Regions from separate parts of the Mus musculus genome. Here regions 2, 3, 4, 5, 6 and 7 are each linked to region 1. Evidence: chromatin contacts called from public ChIA-PET, HiChIP or PLAC-seq and promoter capture Hi-C data. All regions are on one chromosome and are shown on one strand. The core of a region is the stretch at or near the end of the contact, and the rest is flanking DNA. Distances in the headings are between cores, read along the strand shown.

Region 1 (2,700 bases), core at 65-2,564:
AGAGGTCAGAGGAGGGCATTGGAGCCCATCCCCTGGAACTGGACTTATGGACAGCTGTAAGCCACCTCATAGGTGCTGGGAACTGAACCTGGGTCCTCTGGAAAAGCAGTAAGTGCTCTTAACCACTAAACCATCTCTCCAGCCCATTTTAATCAAAGGTGCTTAGTAGCTCACACAGAGGAACCCACAGTAGTTTGAAGAAAAGAAGAATAGTAGAGGGGAAAGCATGGATTGGAACCCTGGACCAGATAGATCATCTTACCAAAAGCCTCAAATTTTCCCACTACAAGAAGGGACTGAGGGCTGGTGAAATGGCTCAGTGGGTAAGAGCACCCGACTGCTCTTCCGAAGGTCCGAAGTTCAAATCCCAGCAACCACATGGTGGCTCACAACCATCTGTAACATGACCTGACGCCCTCTTCTGGAGTGTCTGGAGACAGCTACAGTGTACTTACTTACATATAATAAATAAATAAATCTTTAAAAAAAAAGAAGGGACTGAGACAGTATTACCTAATACAGATACCCACAACATAGGATTGTTGTAAGAGTCAAGAAGACAGCTTTTAGGCTGCTATACGGCTCAGTTGGTAGAGTGCTTGTTCAGCATGCATCAGTCCCTGGCACAGCATAAAACCTGGTATGATGGTACCTGCCTGTTATCTCAGTACTGAAAGTAGAGGCAAAGGAATGAGAAGTCCATGGTGAGTTTGAAGGCACCCTAGGCTACATGAGACCCTGTCTCAAATAAACAAGAGAAAAGCTTTCAACTTTTATGATCACCACACAAAAATGTAACTGTTTTAACGTTCCAGTGGTATAGATATTAGCTCTAATTTGATGGCTCAATTACATTTTTCACTTTTTTTTTTCTTTTCGAGATGGGGTTTTTCTGTGTAGCCTTGACTGTCCTGGACCAGGCCTCAAACTCATAGATCTGCCTTGCCTCTACTAGGATTAAAGGCATGTGCCACCACTGCCTGGCTGCTTATAAGCTAAGTTTTGGCTTATTATTATTATTATTATTATTATTACTACTACTACTACTATGAGAGTCTCACTGTATAGACTGGCTTCAAATTCTCTTTGTAGATCAGGCTTGCTTCAAGCTCACATATACCTGCCTGTGCTTCTGGAGGGCTGGGATTTGCCTGGGTTGCTTAATTAGAAGGGCACTCTTTTTCTCTATCCTATACGTAGCGTCACGACCATAGATAGACAACTACGCATGCGTCCAATCCTTGCGCGCCTCCATGTTACTATGGCAGCCGGATGCGCAGCTGGCCGGAAGTCAGTACAGTATTTCCGCCTAACAACACTTCCGGGTTGGAAGACGAGCGCTACATTGTCGCTGGGTAGGTTGGATGAGCTTTCCTTGAGTTTCTGCGCCCCAAGTGTGGCGGGCGGCTGCGCTGGTGCCACGTTCCGAGTGAGGCTGCGGCCTGAGGCGGTTGTGCCTGTTCCTCGCCGCCGGGGGCAGTGGGGGCCTGGGAGCCAGGCCGCGGCCCGCGGGTTCCTTCTAGTCTGTTCCTCCGGTCGCCGGCCCGGGACAGAGCAGGGTCAGTCAGAAGCTAGGGTGGTGAGCGGAGGTTGCGCGGGGCCGGAAGTGGGGTTAGTGGGTTAGGCGCTTTTCCGCTCCGTAGTTGAAGCTGAGCGCTTCTCGAGAAACTGCCGGGCTGTTTGGGAAGTTTGTGCGGAAGGGACGGTGGGACCCAGTTTGGAGTCCGTGACTGTACCCTGATAAAGTGGCTTTCGCACCGAGGCTAGTCATCGGGCTTAACGGCATCGCGAGGCCGTTAGGAAATCGGAACACTTCCCAAGACAGAGGATGTCAAGAAATGAACTGCAAGGGCCAGACCTTGTTATGAGGACCTGAAGGCCCTGGAGGTCTGAAAGGATGTTGATTTTACACGAAGAATAACAGACAAAAGAGTTGAGGTTGAGGAGATGGCTTAGCAAGTAAAATACTTGCACAAACATAGGACCGGAGTTTAAACTTTTAGCTTCTCCACTTACACCCTTTTTCCTGCGCATTTAGTGAGGATAAATAATTAAGCTCTAATGCATAAATCCCTCTCGTTCCTCAAGATTGGGTAAGGGTGTGAAGAGATGGTTCAGCGGCTAAGAGCACTTGTTGCTTGTGTAGAAGACTTGGGCCTGGTTCCCAGCAGCCAGTTCTATATAGTAGGTTACACCCATTTATGACTTAAGTTCTAGGGACCTCCACGAGCACCCAGCAGACAGGAGGTGCATTCATACACACAAAATATAATCCTTTTTTTTTTTCTTAATTACAAACAAGGTTCAGGAAAAGTGGTTGTAATTAATTGTTACCGAAGTGACCTCAGCCCTTGGCAAAAATTTCTCTGGGGCCCAAAAAGAGCTCAACAGCTTTAAAAGACAAACAAAAGCCCCCAATAAAAGAGTAACTAAATGTGTTATCACAATAAGGATGTGGAGGAAAATAGGGACCCGACTCCTAATGATGACTCCTAGGAGGGTCAGGAACCAGGGGAGCTCTGGCAGTGGTGCTCAGGGAAGAGACTGATGGATGGCTAGCATATCCATTTCCGTTTTACAGTTTGGTCCTACGCCATTTCAAGTGTTCAATAACTTCATCTGGCTAGTAGCTACCCTAGGGGACACTCGGGTCTAGAGAAACAGAACTTGTTCTGGAGAGTGTTCTGGTTCCAGCCGTGA
Region 2 (2,700 bases), core at 90-2,589, 590 kb before region 1:
TGTGAGGTGCTGCTAAATTTAGGGAATCCTAGGCCATATATTGGTGAAATATAAAAAATGATCTTGTGAACCATGCACATAGTTCAGCATTAATGACGTGCTAGCGCAATGCCAGGAGGCAGATCTCTGAGTTCGAGGCCAGCCTGATTTAAAAAGAGAGTACTAGACCAGTCAGGAGTATATAGTGAAACCCTGTCTTAACAACAATAATAAAAATAAATAGTAATTTTAAAACAAACAATAAAAAATTACTTAGGGCACAGTGTGGTGGTGTGCACCAATAATTCCAACACCCAGGGGACAGAGGCAGTCAGATCTCTATGAATGTCTGGCCAGTCAGGGAGATTGTTGTTGTTGTTGTTGCTGTCATCGTCGTCGTCATCATTGTCAATGTCATCGTTGTTGTCGTCATAGTTTAATGTAATTTGGGGATGGAGAGATGGCTCAGCAATTTAGGGCATTCATTGCTCTTGTAGGGAACCTGGATTCAACTCCCAGAGCCTACAAGGTGACTCATAAACACTTTTAACTCTAGTTCCTGGAGGTCAGACACCTGCTCTCCACAGGGACAAGGCACTCACAAGGTACACATACATACATGTAGGCAAAAAATAAGTAAAACTAAAACAAATGTTAAAAAATAAAAAAAATGCATGCTGGAGCGACGACTCAGCAGTTAAGAGCACTGACTGCTCTTCCACAGGTCCTGAGTTCAATTTCCAGCAACCACATGGTGGCTCACGACCATCTGTAATGGGATCTGATGCCCTCTTCTGGTGTGTCTGAAGATAGTCACAGTGTATTCATATACATAAAATAAATAGTTTTTTTTAATGCACTTATAAAACAAACAATAAACGGGGCGGTGGTAGGGCATGCCTTCAATCTCAGCTCTCCAGAGGCAGAGGCGGGTTGCTCTCTGAGTTCAAGCCAACCTGGTCTACATAGCGAATACCATGACAGTCAAGGCTCAAGGCTACGGAGAAACCGGGTCTCAGGAAAAACAAAACAAAACAAAACAAAAACAAAAACAAAAACAACAACAAAAAAAAACAGCAACCCTAAAAACAACCTCTAAAAACCAATTTGAACAAGAGGGTCGCCTCCTCCAGAGGATGCTGTAATTTTATCGAGAGGAACGAGCTGTGGGTGAGAGGTCGCTCATTCTAGCTCAGCCCCACGTCCCAGCTGAGTGCAGACCACTGGTCACAGTGCCAACTCGCCCATTTACAAGGATGCGGGCGCAGCGAGCGGTGCACAGCGGAGAGGGTCCTCCGGGCCAGCAAGCGGCGCTGCGACCCCGCGCGCTCAGAGGAGGAGGCGCTCTGCCGGGCAGGAAGAGTCTCTGCAGGATCTCTGTCCACGCGCCCGCCATGGCGCCCGCTCCGGCCGTGCTGACCCGGCTGCTGTGTGCAGGTGAGCGCGGTGAATCTCGGAGATGGGGGGAACCCGGGGATCCGAGAGGGGAGGACAGGGACGAGGGTTGGACGCGCCCCCACCGGCTCTTTCCCCGCAGGTGTGCGGCGCTGGCCAGGTTTCCTGCAGAAGGCGATCCCGGGCCCTGCGGAGCAGAATGGTAGGAAGGTCACGGGAGCCCCGGTCCCCGCAGTCAGCGAGCCCCAGGATGGCGACGGTAAAGATCAGCGGGTGGAGCTGGGCCGGGGCGCGGAATCGTGGAGAGGTTGTCATTGCAGGGTCCCCAAAGGAACCCAGTACCAATCTAAGTGTGGTGGGAGGGAGATAGAACCCCTGTGGCCTGGTAGCTCTCGAAACCCGTGAAGACTTACTTTTGTATCTGTCCATCTTGCTGGTCTTCTGGAGGGGCGTTTAAGGCACCCGAAGTCAACGAGGCCCCTGGTTCGTTTTCCTCTTACATCTGTGGAGATTAAGGGAAGAGGACTTGGCCAGGTTTTCCCCGCACACAGTCACTTTAGACCTTGACACTAGTCCCTCGGTGTTGCAAAAATGCCCCTGTGTCTTCCAGATCTTTCCTGGCGTTTCCTCACAGCTTTGAGTTTCCCACTCCCAGGAGACTGGTGAGTCTTTGGTTGGTTGGTGATGGGCCACAGTGTCTGCCCTTACTCTCTTTTTCAGATTTCCAGAGCAGGATCCTAGATACGCCATTACAGCATTCGGATTTCTTCAATGTCAAGGAGCTGTTTTCTGTGAAGAGCCTCTTCGAGGCCCGAGTACACCTGGGACATAAAGCTGGTTGCCGCCATAGGTAGTTGGCACAGGCCGTGTGGGCAGAGTGGTGGAGTTGGGTCAGGGTTGGAAGTGGGGGCAGGGTGGGGGTGTCTGCGGCAACACCAAGTGCAGTGCTAGTATTGATGCTGGTTCACAGACAGGGTGAAAACTGAGGGTCATGGCAGGCGGGGGAGCCCGGTGGAGAGGACCTGCTGTATAGAACAGAAGTGGCCCTAGAGAGTTAAACTGGGCAGAGCACCTTGGTTGGGTTCATGTTTATCTGCAGTTGGTTCTCAAATCTCCACAGGGAGAAGGTGGGACAGGTTGAGCCACAAACCTGATTGTCTGTGCGCAAGTCCACACCTGTGTCCCCAGCCCATCACTCCCTAGGCAGGAGTAGTGGGAGTTGGTAAATGTAAGAGCCTGGGTGGCTGGTAGGTAGGTGGCTGTGGAAGGGGCAGGGCAGCTCCACGCACACGGGTCCGTTTACCCTGGGGGTTTTTTGGCAGGTTT
Region 3 (2,700 bases), core at 41-2,540, 770 kb after region 1:
AGGCTGGCCTCGAACTCAGAAATCCATCTGCCTCTGCCTCCCAAGTGCTGGGATTTAAGGCATGTGCCACCACCATCCGGTTCAGTGTACTGGTTTTTGCCTGAATATATGTAACTGGAACTGGAGTTAAAGTTGAGGACTGCCATGTGGGTGCTGGGAACCAACCCTGGGTTCTCTAGAATAGTAGCTAGTGCTATTAACCTCTGGGCCATCTCTGTAGTCCACTATTTTATGTATTGAGGCAGGGTCTTTCTGGAACTCAGAGCTTGCTCATTGGCTAGTGTAGGTTGCCAGCTTGCCCTGAGGAAGCCATCGTCACCTCCCTAGCTCTGGTATTGCCATGCTAACCATCATTTCACTTGGGTTGGGGATCTTATCTTTGATCTTTACACTTGCCCAGCAAGTACTTTATCAGATGAGCCATCTCCACAGCCCTAGCGTTTTTTTCACAAATCTCTATAATTCTAATTTTCTAACATCGGAAAATTTATTTCAGTTTAGGATTTCACATTTATTAGCATGGTTTGTACATTTGATTACGGCTGTCTCCCCGTCTCCCTGCTACACGGAGAGACCTAGAGACAAGAACTTCAGTTACAGCCGTTATTACTGACTCTCCACAGGACCAATCTGCCAGACACATTGTTAACTCAGTAACCGTGGAGTAGAAGACATACAATTCATCATCTGACACAGATGTTTGCATAGTAAGATGGCAGCTCCGGAGAGAGACAACAGGGTCAGAAACAAGAATTTGGAGTTACCTCGTTTTACTCCCTTAAGCGATGTTAGCTGGGTTGACAGGGTTCTTGTTTGTGGGTTCTTTGTTGTTTTTGGTTTTGTTTTGTTTTTGAACCCTGGGTGTCCTGTAATTCCCTACGTAGATCAGGCTGGCCTGGCACTCACATAATCCACCGTCTCTGCCTTTCTGAGGGCTAGGATTAACGGCGTGTGCCACCATGCGTGGCTTAAAAACAGATTTGTAGCCAATGAAAGATCAACAGTACGTGGCTCACAATCATGTCATCGGATGCTGATGAATTTCCCCTTAGACGTCTTTCTTCAGGAAGTCCCTTCCTGCTCGGTTTTTTTTTTTTTTTTTTTGGCCAGGTCCGCAAATAATGTAGACAATCAATTCCGCAGCCCACTGAGCGGGTGCCTTCGTCCAATAGCTGAGCAGTAACGAACGGATTTCGCCCCACCCCGTACCGCCTCTTCCGTTTACGCTTCCTGGTGGCGACCGGAAATAAACGGGCGCTCCGGAAGTTAAAGGGCGTGTCCTGCTAGTTTGGTTTCCTAAACATGGCGGCGCCCTTATGTGTGAAGGTGGAGTTCGGGTGAGTGAGATCTGGGGCGCCTTGGGGATGGAGCGAAGCCATAAGGCTCGGAATTCCGGACCTCTCTTGGCCTGCCGAGGCTGTGTCGCCCTCCGAGAGCCGGGATAATCCCCTGGCCTCTGACTGACGCGGTCTCTGTGGGTGACGAGGCCGTGAGTCCGAGAGTTGAGGCGCACACACGGGTAGGGAGATGCGTTTGGAATCCTTCGCCTTGCTCTGTATCATGTAGGACTGGGAGGCATTGACAGTGAGCAGGCGGTCTTCCGGCATGTTTCACCCGTGCCATTCCGAGCCCGACTCGCCTTGTCTGGTTTTTGAGCTTCTAAGGGGAGCGCACGAGTAGAGACGAACCCTGCTGAATAATCTCAGTTCTGTCTTCCCGCCTAGTGCCTTCCTAGGGGAAGTCTTGGCCAAGACAGGACCTTCCTCTTTCTCAAACCTTGTGTGTGTGTGTGTGTGTGTGTGTGTTTTCGAGACAGGGGTCCTCTCTGTTTGGCTGTCCTGGAACTCACTCTGTAGATCAGGCTGACCTCGAACACAGAAATCCGCCTGTCTCTGCCTCCCAAGTCCTGGGATTAAAGGCGTGGGCCACCACCGCCCGGCATACCTTGGAGTTTTAATTAGATTTTAATCTTTTGCAAAGTAGTTTGGTAAGTGTCTTCTGCAGAGTCCAGAGGAGCTACCGGGGTAAATAAGCTGCCACGGAGGGAGTGACTAACATTGGTAGTATATTATCCTTACTGTGAAAAGGTTCAGAATCCGGGTACACATCACTACTTGAAGGAACACGGGGAAAAGTGAAGATTGTCTCAAATCACCATTGTGTTCTTCCAACACACAGAATGCTTGTCATGGTTTCAAAACCTGCAGAAGACAGACTTCTTCGGAAGCTGAGAACAAAGAACTGAGGCTTCTAGAGATGGGTGGTTGGTTTCTAGAATCTTATGGAAAAGCTAGGGGTGTGTGTGTGTTTGTGTGTGTGTGTGTAGATGAAGAAGCCAAGGTTGAAGTGAAGGGAAACTCAAGGGTAGAGAGAGATGTAAAATTCCTTCCAAATGCCTTTCTTCGCCTTGGATGCCCCCCATTCCTTTCATGTTGTCCCTTCACTAGGCAGTTCATTCACCAGTCATTTATTGAGTGCCTACCATGTGCCAGGCAGTGAGCCAGACACCAAGGATACAAAGATAAATAGCACTCTGTCTAGTCCCTGCAGTGTTCAGCATTTCTGTCCCTTGGAAGGGAGTAGTCTCATGAATGTTAAGTGCAGTTTAATTGATGATATTGTCTTGCTGCTTGGATCCAATTAGGTTGGTCTGGCTTCCTGACTGCTTTACCTCTTCGAACCTTAGCCCAGCTAACACGG
Region 4 (2,700 bases), core at 37-2,536, 590 kb after region 1:
GGAGAGACCATCCAGGGCTGGCAGCAGCAGTGAGATGAAGCTGCGGCTTACAGTGTTCTGCTTTGCTTTGGACTTTTCTTGGTTGCTTTGGTTTGTTTAAGGATGCACATTTATTGCCATTACCTTTTATTTTCTATCTTCCAAAGAGTATTGATGATTAAAATTTTTTCTCCTGTTGAAGATGTAGAATGAGTCAAAGAGTCCCTACATTGTTAATGCTGGGCCAACTGCTGGGTCTGGAGATGTGGAGGGGCAAACAACCCAAATGGTCCTTTTCCTAACTGCTTCTAAGTGATGAGACACCAGCTCTGCACCGCAGATAAACAGAGCAAGGTGTGGTTATATGTATAATAACCATACAGTAATCCATACAGAATGCTGAGGCAGGAGGGTCTTGAGAAGGCCAACCTGGGCAACATAATGAGACCTGGCCTATAAATAAATGCATCATAATAAATGGTCAAGGTGCTCTTAATTAGCCAACTCATGTAGTACCTCAGAATGTGACTAAATGTGATGGATGAGGAAGGGTCAGAGCGAGGGTGAAAGCCATGTGTGGTAATATCACAAGAAGGTTCAGGATGAGAGGAAACCTTTTAAAACAGAAGGTTACATAGGATACTTTAGAAATCACATGCCTTAGACCAGGAGGGTAAAATAATCTAAAATAATTATCTAATTTTAACAATGGAAGAACCAGGTGGGATGTGAAGTCTTATAGCTTGTATCTTTTGTTACTAATGTTATAACAGGGTTGGGACAATGTATGCAGTACTAATAGGAAACAGTACATTGTATATCATATGCTTCATATTTAACATGATATATGTGTAAATGTTCTATAACATATAAAACAGTTTACATGGAGAGTGTGAATGTCTATAAAATACAATGTATAGCATATGTCACATGTACCATATGTAACACAGCACTGTAGCATGTGTAGCAGTGACCAGTAACAGCTGGGATATGGTATTAGGCAATGCCAGTGGCTTCCTGTGTGCCAGGTGTGGTACCAAAGGATTGACATTCGAGATGGGTTCTTTTTGTACACAGTTGGCGTGTAACTCCAGCCTTCTATAAGTTGGATCTTTTATTCAGCAGGGATCAGTTATAGGGGATGGAAACTGTAAGTGTGAAGGGGTTTTTCTCATGAGAAGTGTGGGTGTTACTTTGGGTGTGGGTAAGAAAAGGGAAGGAAACTTGGCTCTGTCATCAGATAGCTCCAAATTTAGAACAATGTCTGTCCTGAGCCACTGGCTGTAGAGTGTGTTTCACCCTGGGAACGTGCGTAAAATACATTTCCGGATTTCAAGATTCCTTTTCCAGCTGTGTAGAGGCTGTTGCCCTAATCTGCTGTGATTGCAGTGGCCATCAGCCACCCAAGATCGACAGTTACTTTCCAGGGATTGCTTGTAAGACTTTTAGGAACCCTGAAGACCATAGACAAAAGCTGAGAGGTTTGTCCTATAGTTCATCTGTGTTAGGGATCTGAAAACATAAAGGACCAGGTAGGTAGGATTTTAGAATAAGAAACAAAATTCAGACCATTATGTAGGTGTTTACATAAACATTTAGAAATATGAAAACCCTTCCCTGTTTGCAGGCTGCTGTTGGAATTCTGGATGACAGACCGTTTACTAACCCCTAACCTCTAGAGTCTCTCGGGTTGGATGTTTTCTGTGGTCATTGCTCCTCTGGGAGTCAGCAGCATGCCCCACCCTCACTCACACAGGAAACAGAAGAATCTTGTCATTTCCAGGCCACAGGGGAAACCCACGCAGGGCCCACCTACAGTGCCTACCACTGTGATTAGAATGGGGCCACCTGAGCCCACGTGCCAAGCTTTCATTGTCAGGGAGGAGAGATAGAGGAGGGAAGGCTCTGGAATCTTATCCAGACTACAGGCTTTGGTGTTTTCTTTGCCATTGAACAGGCTGAGGCACTAAGTTTAATGGAACCATGCTCCCTGCAAATGTTCTAGCCAAAGTAAAGTGTTTTCAGTGGGAGAAAAGTCTGTTTCATCATTCCCGTTACAAACTGATGTTTAGCCGTCGAATGTGTGACACAGGCACTGTTCTAGGCTCAGGGCATGAATTGTGAAAACACAAATCACTGCTGCCCCCTGGAGTCTACAAGTTTGTACACAAACTAGTGCTAGGTTGTCTCTTGGGAGGTAGGTCCTGTACTGGCATTGAAGCGCGGAGGACGGCCAGTGCTTAGGGATTCCTAGTTTTTTGTTTTTTTTTTTAAAGATTTATTTATTTATTATATGTAAGTACACTGTAGCTGTCTTCAGTCACTCCAAAAGAGGGCACCAGATCTCGTTAGGATGGTTGTGAGCCACCATGTGGTTGCTGGGATTTGAACTCTGGACCTTCGGAAGAGCAGTCGGGTGCTCTTACCCACTGAGCCATCTCACCAGCCCCAATTCCTAGTTTTATATAGGAGGAAGACGATTGTTTTTTAAAAGTTTTCTCCTTCCAGCCCCTGCTCCCGTAATGATGACTCTGAGACTAATTATTTATTAATAAATGCCTAGGCCATAAGCTTTGGCTTCTTCCCTGACCAGCTTGTAAGTTATTTAACCCATTCAAACTAGTCTGAATCTTCCACATTGGCTGGCACTTCTCCTCAGCTTCATGCTACTGACCTCTGTGCTCCCCAGACGAGTCTTCTCTTCAGTCTGCCCTCATTCTG
Region 5 (2,700 bases), core at 21-2,520, 680 kb after region 1:
CAGCAGACCAGGGGAATGGCGGGCTTCACTGTCCCCAGGCCACCCTAGCCTCCTTAAGTGGCAGATAAGTAGGGGCCCCAGGACCCTTGGGTAGACTGCCCTCCGGGACCCTGGAGCCAGGGGAGCTATGGCTGGGAGACAGAAGAAGGTAGAAAGGGACCACGCAGGCATCTTGTGCTGCCCACTTCCTGCTTTTTAAACATGGAGGGAGAGGCATGTCAACCTGGCCCAGAAAGTATGGTGGGTGGTAGGCAAGAGCCACAGAGCTGACACTTCTCACAGCAGTGGCCCCAGCTCTGTCCTGCCATGCACGGCCACTAACCAAGGCACCTGCTGGGCTGACAGCAGCAGCACCAGTAGCACCTGTCGCCCACCACTGGTCCAGCCCCAGCCCCAGCCCCAGCCCCAGCCCACATCACCGGTACTCTGGGGATCGGGAAGAGGAGGCAGAAGGGACAGTTCATGCTGAGCTGGGGCCAAGACTGTGCTTCAGAGAGTGAATAAGGATCTTCAGTGACCTAGGGAGAGGCAAGCAGCCCCTCCGTGCTTGCTGTGTGCCTTAAATGCCATCTCCTGTTCCTTCCAGGCCTGTGGGCTTCCCTCCTATTTTGCCCCACCCCCCGCAGCCAGCAGGTTCCTAGTCCCCGTTTGCTCTCTGGGAGTGTCTGTTCCCAAGAAGTCTAAGCAGGCCTAGGACGTGAGGGCCTCCAGAGGTTTCCTGATTCCAGACAGGTGGCAGAGCCACCCCCTGCTGCTGAGGTTGACAATCTGTTCAGGGCTCAGGGCTAGGATCTCCCTGGGCATGGCCCTGTGGCCACCACTGTGGGCTAAATGGCAGGGTGCAGTTCAGAATCCAGAGGTGCTGCTGGCCCTGCACCATACCTCCAATTAGCTTTGCATGGACAAGCTCCCTTTTCTTCTGGTCGTGGGGCTTGGTCAAACGAATACCAGGATCTCTGCTTCCTCAACCAGTCCGCAGAGCAGAAGAAAAGACAGCAGCAGCTGCTGGCCGGGTACTCGTTTGAAACAACTGTCACTCTGAACCCTCCTGGGTTTCGGGGTTTGTTTTTTTAGCAGCTTTTATCAAATAAGAACTGTGGGCCCCTCTTCTGTTTATTTGTGCTGTAAATAGAGAGGGGACATCTGTAAACAGCCCCTTGGTCAGCTCCCTCTGGTGGCAGCCGGAATTGGATTGTTTAAGGAGTGTGTGTGTGGAGTCCGGCTTGTGAGCAGTCATGTGGGTCTTTGGTTTGTTCCTCTTTTACAGGTCCTTTCATTTCAGTCTTTGCCCCTGCTTCCTGTCCTTCACCAGCTCTAAGTGCTGCTGTGTGCAAGTGGGGAACACTGCACATGAGGTCCTTCCTCCCAGCGCTGTAGAGGCCCCTGCAGCCTCCCTGTGTAGCACAGGCCTACCTGAGGCCTAGCCTACTGGTGCTGCAGCCAACAGAGTGGGTCTATGGTCTATGTCTACTGGTTCCCAAGCATGAGCTGGGCAGAAAGGAGGGCTTACCTTCTAGACCCAGAATCACCAGGCCCTCCTATGATCCTGGGAGCCTTAGGCAGACTAAGTCAAGAGCCAGGACAGCTCTGGAGTTTCCGTGTGGGGATATCGAGGTGCGATGTGTGGGTTTAACTTATTAGCCAGCAGGCTTCCCCAGTCACCTGCCTCTGGCTGCGACTGAGCCCAGTGTTCAGGCAGCCTGGCTTCCACATGTCTGTTTCTTAGTGGTGGGGTCTGGGAGAGCTGTGAAGATTCGTCTTTGTATACATACTAAGCAACATGGACAGTTGGGTTCCCAGCAGAGGCCAGCCATTACCTGTGGGTAAGGCAAGCAAACACCGGATCTGGCTGGCCCTTAAGCCGAGACACCTGTTCCATGCCTCCCAGTGTGGCACTGTAATATAAACCCCCCACTAACCTGTCTGACAGTGCATCTTCCTACAGACAGAACAAGCGCGCAACTTTTATATGAAAGAAAAATAAACAGACAAAAGCCCATCTGATGCCATGTCTGTGTCCAGGCCTTCTGTATCTGCATCGGGCCAGTCCCTGCTGTTTGTGACCTAGGTGGAGGGGAGGGGTACGGTGGGGCCTGAGGGCTCTGGTAGGCATTGGGAACCCATGTGCAGGAGAGAGCTGACTCCTGCAAATGGTATGCTGATGGCCACACACAGATTCACACAGGAAGGATAGAAATAAATGCACAAGCACCATCCACACCCAGGAGTCATGCCACCCCACCCTGTGAGAGTGGCTTTAAAACTCTGCCTTCACTGTGCTCCTGAGGGTCATTCATTCCTCTGTCTTTCCGAATACAAGTGCTGAGGAAGACCAAGTGATTTTCAGACCCATGGATGTCCTCAGACCCTGGGAATGAAGTACCACACCCAGGAGGTCACAGCCAGCACCTGACTCTACAGAGCTGGAGTCAGGCTGGAGGGATGGCTCAGCGGTTAAGAACACTGGCTGCTCTTGCAGAAGACCTGGGTTCAATTCTCAGCACCTACAATTTCTAACTCCAGTTACAAATCTGATGCCCTCTTCTGCTGGGGACATATACCTTCCTTGTCTCAAAAAAAAAAAAAAAAAAAAAAAAAGAATAAAATAATGTATTAAAGTCAATATAGTTACCATAGCAATAGAATTCATTTTACAACTTATGAGTTGATACACGAAAACCACTTCAAAATCTGACATCT
Region 6 (2,700 bases), core at 93-2,592, 610 kb after region 1:
TCCAGCCCTGCCACCTGCCAGTTTTACTCATAGGACTTTCTCATGCATGGCCAGAAGACACGCTGGATGTGTCTGTAGCAGCATTGTTTAGGAAAGCCAAAGCCAATAGCAACCCAGTGACCATGGTAGGCGAGCAGACAGAACAATATCACAGAGAAAAGCAAGGATGTATGTCATCTGAGTGGTTACTGTCAGGCCTATAGAGAGACTATATAGAACACTACCTTGTGTGATGATCACAAACTCTAAAGTTAAACTACACATGTGGACGCAAATTATAAAAAGAGGAATCACAATCCAGACAACCATAGGGTGACTACCTATATGACAGGAGAGTGGCTCTGGCAAACCCCACTGTGTAGCTGTTCATCCTCCTGTGGCTGTATAAAGTACAGGGAAGCAACAATACATTTCTCACTCTTAGGTATTTTTCAGTTGCTGATAGGACAGCATGACCAAGGCAACTTACAGAGAAAGCGTTTATTGGGCCTGAATAGCACAGTTAGGGATCCCGACGGCCACTTGAAACCTGATTGTTCACCCATCTTTCCAGAGAAAGCTGAGCACAGTCTAATTCTGATTTCCAGAATTGTAATGTTGGTTGTCATTACATAGCAACTCTGTTCACCATGTGACTTGCTGGTGGTTTTGTGCCCACTAACTGGCCTGAGAAGAGGGAGGTATTAATAGGTGCCTCAAACTGTCACCACAGCTTCCCAATTATGTACCTACTCAAACTGTATTCAGGACCAGGCAGGCAAAGGTAGAGTGAGTTCTGTCACCCACTTCCTGGCTTTGATGGCAGCTATCAGGAGTAGGTATCTCTGGTTCGTGGTCAGGGCCAGCCTTGCTCTCATGTTCCTCAGGGGATTTTTGTACCGTCTATATTTCTTTCCACGTTGGTTCCACCTTGGTTATGAGAGTTGGCTGCGAGTCTGGCCAGCTCCTTAACCCTGCATCTCCTTACAGACCCAGGGCAGCAGATCCCAGAGAAGAGGAAGTTGGCTCACCCAGCTGAGCCTCTGAGGAACTTGATCACCACAGTAAACCCAGACTTCCCCTTCAAGCCTGCTTGTCTCTCTTCTCTCAGCCTGTCTGGGAGCTGTGTGCTCTCTTTGGAGTCTGTTACAAAGCCAGCCAGCATCAGAAGGAATGGGATGGATGGACTAGCAGTGACTGATACAGGGCAGGTGTGCCTCTTCCTGTAAGTGAAGAGAAGAAAGTATTGGTGAGCCATCTAATTGGGAGAGTGAGCCTCGTGTCAGTGCTGGAGGATAACCTGTTGAAAGCCTGTGGGCTGTATGGAAATAAGATGTATTCAGAGTATGACTAACCCTGCACCCACTAAACTCATGCCTTGCTTCCGTGCTCAGCAGCTACCCTGTGCTGGCCAGTTGATAAATGAAGTTATACCACAGTGGACCCACTTCTAGTTAAAAATACAAATCGGAAGTGAATTTTCAGGACAGCTGACAGAAGTGTTCTGAGCATGTCTGTCATGAGCTATGATGGTCTGTGAACTAGGTGCATAAAACACACTTTCAAAAAAGACTATTTGCCTATGGAATTGGAGACATGGCTCAGTGGTTAAGAGCACTTTTTTTTGCTCTTATAGAATATTTGGGATCGATTCCCAACACTCATGTGGTAATTTACAGTAACTCCAATTCCGAGGGATCTGGTGCCCTCTTCTGACTCCCACCGTTGTGTGTGTAGTGCATATACTTAAACACAGTTGAGGCAAATCACTCACATACAAAAGATTAAATAACCTTTCAAACTTAATTGATGTGTCTGTGTGTTTATGTATCTGTGGAGAGATGGCCTAGTAGTTGAAAGTGCTTGCTGAGCAATCCCACTAACTCCAACTTCAAAGGATCCAGTGCTGTCTTCTAGTCCTTGAGCATCACACATGCACACACACACACACACACACACACAGAGAGAGAGAGAGAGAGAGAGAGAGAGAGAGAGAGAGAGAGAATTAATCTTTTTAAACTGTGTTTCATCCTCCAGCTCACAGAATATCATGTAGCCGACCACCCTCTCTCATGCATGCTCACTTATATCAGCCTACAGGCAGAGTCCTCCAACACAAGCCCATTTGCTAATAAGGCACCTTGTCTGCCGAGCGTCTCCTAGGACTTCCAGCCTCGCAGGTCACTGTAGAGCATCAGTTGCTGCCTTCCCTACCCAGTCTGCAAGACTGCACTGACCCACATTTGCCTCAGCACCGACTGTGCTCAGCATGAGAAGCGCAGTGTTTCCTGCATGCGATGTCAGTCTCCATGCGAAGGGGGTACTGTTTCAGCCTCCGTTAGAGAGTTAGAGAGGCATGTGGTAATGTGCTGCCCAAGCCCTCTGCCTCCATCCAGTCCGAGCTCTGAACCAGCTCTATTAGGACTTGCTCGCAACCTTCACGTATCACAAGGGAAGTATAAATGTGAATGAACCTGCCCTGTGCTGCTGGGGACTAGGGAGAAATGGAGGCCAGAAAATCTCACCATGCCACTTCATCTGCTCTGACTTACAAGGGCCAGGTGGACTTCCTTCCAGCTAGTGTTACCTCTGCCCTGGACAGCAAGGGCTTCCTGTTGCTCTGTGGTACCTAGCCTGAGGCAGGGTTTGGTTTGCCTGCGTGAGTGGAGGCCAGAGGCTCTTCTGAGTGCTATAGGGCTCCCTGGTGATCTTCAGAGGCCA
Region 7 (2,700 bases), core at 2-2,501, 910 kb after region 1:
GAAAATGACTAGGAATGTTCTTTCACCATCATGCCTACAGTCAGAGTAGCTTAGAAGTCACCTTGCAGATCCTAGGCTCAGCAGAAACCAAAGTGCAGAGGACCAGGAAGCTTGGGACTGGGCCTCATCCCAGTTCTGGAGCAATGCCCAGTTCTTTATAATTATTTAAATAGGAGGGTGGCTTGGTAACCAGGAGGCTGATGCCTGGCAGAGCTGCCTGACTACACAGGAATGAGCTGGGTGCTACTCCAATGGTTGCCACACAGCTGTCACCCAAAATGGAGGAAGGGAAAGAGCTTTTGCAGTAGGGGAGCCTGGCTACAGAGTTTAGTTCAGAGCCAGGCCCTGAAAAGGGTTGTGTATAAGAAAAAAATTACAGAAATTGTGTTTTCCTTTTCTCAGAAGTCTAGCACCCACTTGCTTAACGCTTGTGTTCAAATCTTAGGTTCTCTGATTGCTGCTTCGTGCTTGACCTGGGGAGAGAGCTACCTTCTATGTCATCAGGATGCTAATTTGTAAAATGGGAAAGGCAACATCTACCTTGTAAAATAAGAGCAGAGATTAAAAGCCCAAAGCACGTGCGGTGTCAGCTAAACAGCAAAGTTCAATTAATACTGGGGAAAGAAATAGTAATGTCGTTTATCAACTGGGACGAATACACTCTGTCTACTGGCAACAGGAAGATTGCTGAAGAATTCTCCATATCCTGAAATAAAGTCTTACGCCACAAATCAGTCTTTTTTTTTTTTTTTTTTTTCCCTAACCGGGATTTTTTTCCCTACCACCTCCTCAAACACGGATCCTTATATCATCTTTTTTTTTTTTTTTTGGCCCCATCCCCCACCAGAACAGGCAGACTTGGGTCTTCCAGAGCCAAGCCTCCCCCAGAAAAAGTGCAAAGAGGGAGCCAACATTCCAGTGAGATCATCCGAAAGGGACAGGGCGTCTTTCCGGCCAGGGCAGCAACATCCCCAGCCTGACTGCGGCGGCGGGCCCCGCCCTGCCCTTCGCCGCAGTCTCGGAAGGGCTCCCAGGGCGGAGGGGTGCGGCACAGATTCTCTGCAGGGCGGACTGGGCGGGGCAGGATTGCTCGGGTCCCACGCCGCGGCGGGCGGCTGCGGCGGCTGCTCCGCTCTGTGCCGCGCCCCGCACCCCTCGCAAGCGCGTTCCCGTCCTTTACCCCAACCCCCACCACCCCGCCCCGCAGCTTCGGCTCCTTCCGGACGCGCTCGGTCCTCTCCGTACTGCAGTGGAGCAGCGAGTCCCGCCTCTCGCGTCGCCAACCGGGGCACTTCCCTCACGCTCGCGCTCGGCCGCCGCGGGGGCGCGCGCGGCCGCTTATAAAAGCCACAGTGCGCGCGCGCCGCCGTCACTATCCGCTGCGGAGCGAACGGCGTGAGGCAGGGGCCGCGGCGGCGCATCTTTTTCCTCAGCAGCCCTCAGCGCGGCGACCCACGCCCCTCACCCCCAGGAGCCGGTAAGAAAGGGCGGTGGGCGGGAAGGGAAAGGCCGCGGGAGGCCGAGCACCGGAGCGATGTGGACAGATGAGCTGCGGAGCCTCGCGGGCGGCTCCGTGGGCCCCCGCCGCCGCCTTTTGTGGCGCGTGGGCTGCGGGGCGCGGCAGAGCCGGGCGGCGACCTGGAGTGTCACGGTCCGCCGAAGGTACGCGAAGGCCCCTTCCTGCGCCCGCGGCCCCACCCGTCGCGGCAGGTGGCGGGGGGTGGTCCTCGGCAGCACCCACCCGCGAGCGCCCCCGCACCGCCCGTCGCCCGCAACTGCGGCGCTCGCACCTCTCGGAGCCTCCTGTCTGCAGTGAAGGGCTCGCTGACCTTAATTTCATCCTGTGTGGCGGTCCCGGGCCCTCCGGCCGCAGAAAGGCCTCCTTTTTCTTTCCTGGTAATAAATGTCTTTTCTCTCCAGTGCCGACCTGCTCCAGTATAATAGTTAGATGCGGTGCCGCTTGGTTGGAGGAGATCCAAATCCAATAAATAACTTAATAGCTTACAGCTCTTTTCTTTCTATATAAGACATTAAGTCGAAGGCTTCTGGGTTTTTTGTTTTTTGGGGGTTTTTTTTTGGTCAAATTCTACTGCTGTGCCAGTGTGAAGTGATAGAACAGTCTTTTGTCTGAAGCTATCCCTGCAAATTTGATGAAATGCTTCTCCAGGAAAAATTTGATTTTAAAATCCTCTCAGGTACTAGAATTACACACACACATATGCACACACGCGCGCGCACACACACAAACACACACACACACACACACATCAAGAGGGCTTCTATGTAAGTAAGGGTCGGTGTGTTTTAAATGAATGTCCCAGAAAGGGTGAAATCATTTCGAACTGCTACACTTCATAGGGCTTTGTTGACTTTCATCTCTCTGTTTCTGTCTCTGTCCCTCTCTCTACAGGCTCTTACAGTGTAACTCCAGCTGGCCTGGAATTTGCTGAATAGCTCAGGCCGGCCTCAAACTCAGGATTTTCCTGCCTCAGCCTCTCAGATAATCAGGTTTTTCTATATAGAGACCCAAAACATTTTAAGTCGTTTGTTCTTTACCCTTGGTATTTTCAAAAAGCTAATTATTATGACTGTCAAGGAATACAAGAGAAACCAACCATATGAAGTATTTTAATAATGTGTTCAGAAATTGCGTTGTCATAGCAATTGGACTTAAGTAAAACAGAATGTATCAAAGATGGC

The links. Promoter capture Hi-C pulls out the DNA fragments that hold promoters and counts their contacts. ChIA-PET counts read pairs in DNA pulled down with a chosen protein or histone mark. HiChIP or PLAC-seq counts read pairs in DNA pulled down with a chosen protein or histone mark.
Region 2: a contact with region 1 is called in a promoter capture Hi-C map of hematopoietic stem and progenitor cells. The contact joins the promoter of Mrps2 here to the promoter of Ttf1 in region 1. A contact is called at or near these places in 5 of 39 promoter capture datasets (the 3T3-L1 cell line, cranial neural crest, hematopoietic stem and progenitor cells and 2 more), 1 of 484 Hi-C or Micro-C datasets (CD4 T cells) and 1 of 115 datasets of contacts at active chromatin or transcription factors (memory CD8 T cells).
Region 3: a contact with region 1 is called in an H3K27ac HiChIP or PLAC-seq map of microglia, with 5 times the contacts expected there. The contact joins the promoter of Urm1 here to the promoter of Ttf1 in region 1. A contact is called at or near these places in 2 of 39 promoter capture datasets (liver and pre-B cells) and 7 of 115 datasets of contacts at active chromatin or transcription factors (astrocytes, embryonic stem cells, memory CD8 T cells and 2 more).
Region 4: an H3K27ac HiChIP or PLAC-seq map of microglia shows a contact between it and region 1, with 6 times the contacts expected there. The contact joins the enhancer-like site here to the promoter of Ttf1 in region 1. A contact is called at or near these places in 7 of 39 promoter capture datasets (the 3T3-L1 cell line, the C10 cell line, cranial neural crest and 3 more), 1 of 484 Hi-C or Micro-C datasets (nephron progenitors), 8 of 115 datasets of contacts at active chromatin or transcription factors (astrocytes, bone marrow-derived macrophages, effector CD8 T cells and 5 more) and 2 of 9 other capture datasets (adipose tissue and embryonic stem cells).
Region 5: a promoter capture Hi-C map of hematopoietic stem and progenitor cells shows a contact between it and region 1, with 2.9 times the contacts expected there. The contact joins the enhancer-like site here to the promoter of Ttf1 in region 1. A contact is called at or near these places in 4 of 39 promoter capture datasets (cranial neural crest, embryonic stem cells, hematopoietic stem and progenitor cells and 1 more) and 2 of 115 datasets of contacts at active chromatin or transcription factors (large pre-B cells and neural tube).
Region 6: a contact with region 1 is called in an RNA polymerase II ChIA-PET map of memory CD8 T cells, with 11 read pairs. The contact joins the enhancer-like site here to the promoter of Ttf1 in region 1. A contact is called at or near these places in 7 of 39 promoter capture datasets (the 3T3-L1 cell line, the C10 cell line, the HPC-7 cell line and 4 more), 6 of 115 datasets of contacts at active chromatin or transcription factors (bone marrow-derived macrophages, epiblast stem cells, large pre-B cells and 3 more) and 2 of 9 other capture datasets (adipose tissue and macrophages).
Region 7: an RNA polymerase II ChIA-PET map of effector CD8 T cells shows a contact between it and region 1, with 8 read pairs. The contact joins the promoter of Sptan1 here to the promoter of Ttf1 in region 1. A contact is called at or near these places in 1 of 39 promoter capture datasets (pre-B cells) and 2 of 115 datasets of contacts at active chromatin or transcription factors (effector CD8 T cells and memory CD8 T cells).

The regions. Positions count from the first base shown.
Region 1 is chr2:29,058,949-29,061,648 of GRCm38.p6, forward strand. Ttf1 (transcription termination factor, RNA polymerase I) reads left to right here and starts at 1,315. Exons shown (of 12, transcript NM_009442.2): 1 at 1,315-1,355.
Region 2 is chr2:28,466,727-28,469,426 of GRCm38.p6, forward strand. It overlaps Mrps2 (mitochondrial ribosomal protein S2), which reads left to right and starts at 1,340. Exons shown (of 4, transcript NM_080452.3): 1 at 1,340-1,416; 2 at 1,517-1,633; 3 at 2,095-2,224; 4 at 2,697-2,700. The coding sequence starts at 1,374.
Region 3 is chr2:29,826,099-29,828,798 of GRCm38.p6, forward strand. It overlaps Urm1 (ubiquitin related modifier 1), which reads left to right and starts at 1,291. Exons shown (of 5, transcript NM_026615.4): 1 at 1,291-1,337. The coding sequence starts at 1,303.
Region 4 is chr2:29,648,180-29,650,879 of GRCm38.p6, forward strand. The region is part of intron 1 of Rapgef1 (Rap guanine nucleotide exchange factor (GEF) 1); the gene reads left to right. Among named protein-coding and RNA genes, the nearest start is that of Rapgef1, 30 kb to the left of the region's middle. Within about 2 kb of position 1,287, at least 114 of the 459 cell types and tissues checked have an H3K27ac peak or open chromatin away from gene starts, as enhancers often do. A contact at or near this core is called in adipose tissue, bone marrow-derived macrophages, effector CD8 T cells and 4 more, where this site is marked.
Region 5 is chr2:29,738,356-29,741,055 of GRCm38.p6, forward strand. Rapgef1 (Rap guanine nucleotide exchange factor (GEF) 1) reads left to right here. Exons shown (of 26, transcript NM_001039087.1): 26 at 1-2,008. It overlaps Gm13420 (predicted gene 13420), which reads right to left. Exons shown (of 4, transcript NM_001370923.1): 4 at 2,626-2,700. Among named protein-coding and RNA genes, the nearest start is that of Gm13420, 12 kb to the right of the region's middle. Within about 2 kb of position 1,271, at least 83 of the 459 cell types and tissues checked have an H3K27ac peak or open chromatin away from gene starts, as enhancers often do. A contact at or near this core is called in hematopoietic stem and progenitor cells, where this site is marked.
Region 6 is chr2:29,672,034-29,674,733 of GRCm38.p6, forward strand. All of the region lies in intron 1 of Rapgef1 (Rap guanine nucleotide exchange factor (GEF) 1), which reads left to right. Among named protein-coding and RNA genes, the nearest start is that of Rapgef1, 54 kb to the left of the region's middle. Within about 2 kb of position 1,343, at least 122 of the 459 cell types and tissues checked have an H3K27ac peak or open chromatin away from gene starts, as enhancers often do. A contact at or near this core is called in the HPC-7 cell line, bone marrow-derived macrophages, liver and 2 more, where this site is marked.
Region 7 is chr2:29,964,309-29,967,008 of GRCm38.p6, forward strand. It overlaps Sptan1 (spectrin alpha, non-erythrocytic 1), which reads left to right and starts at 1,252. Exons shown (of 57, transcript NM_001177667.1): 1 at 1,252-1,477.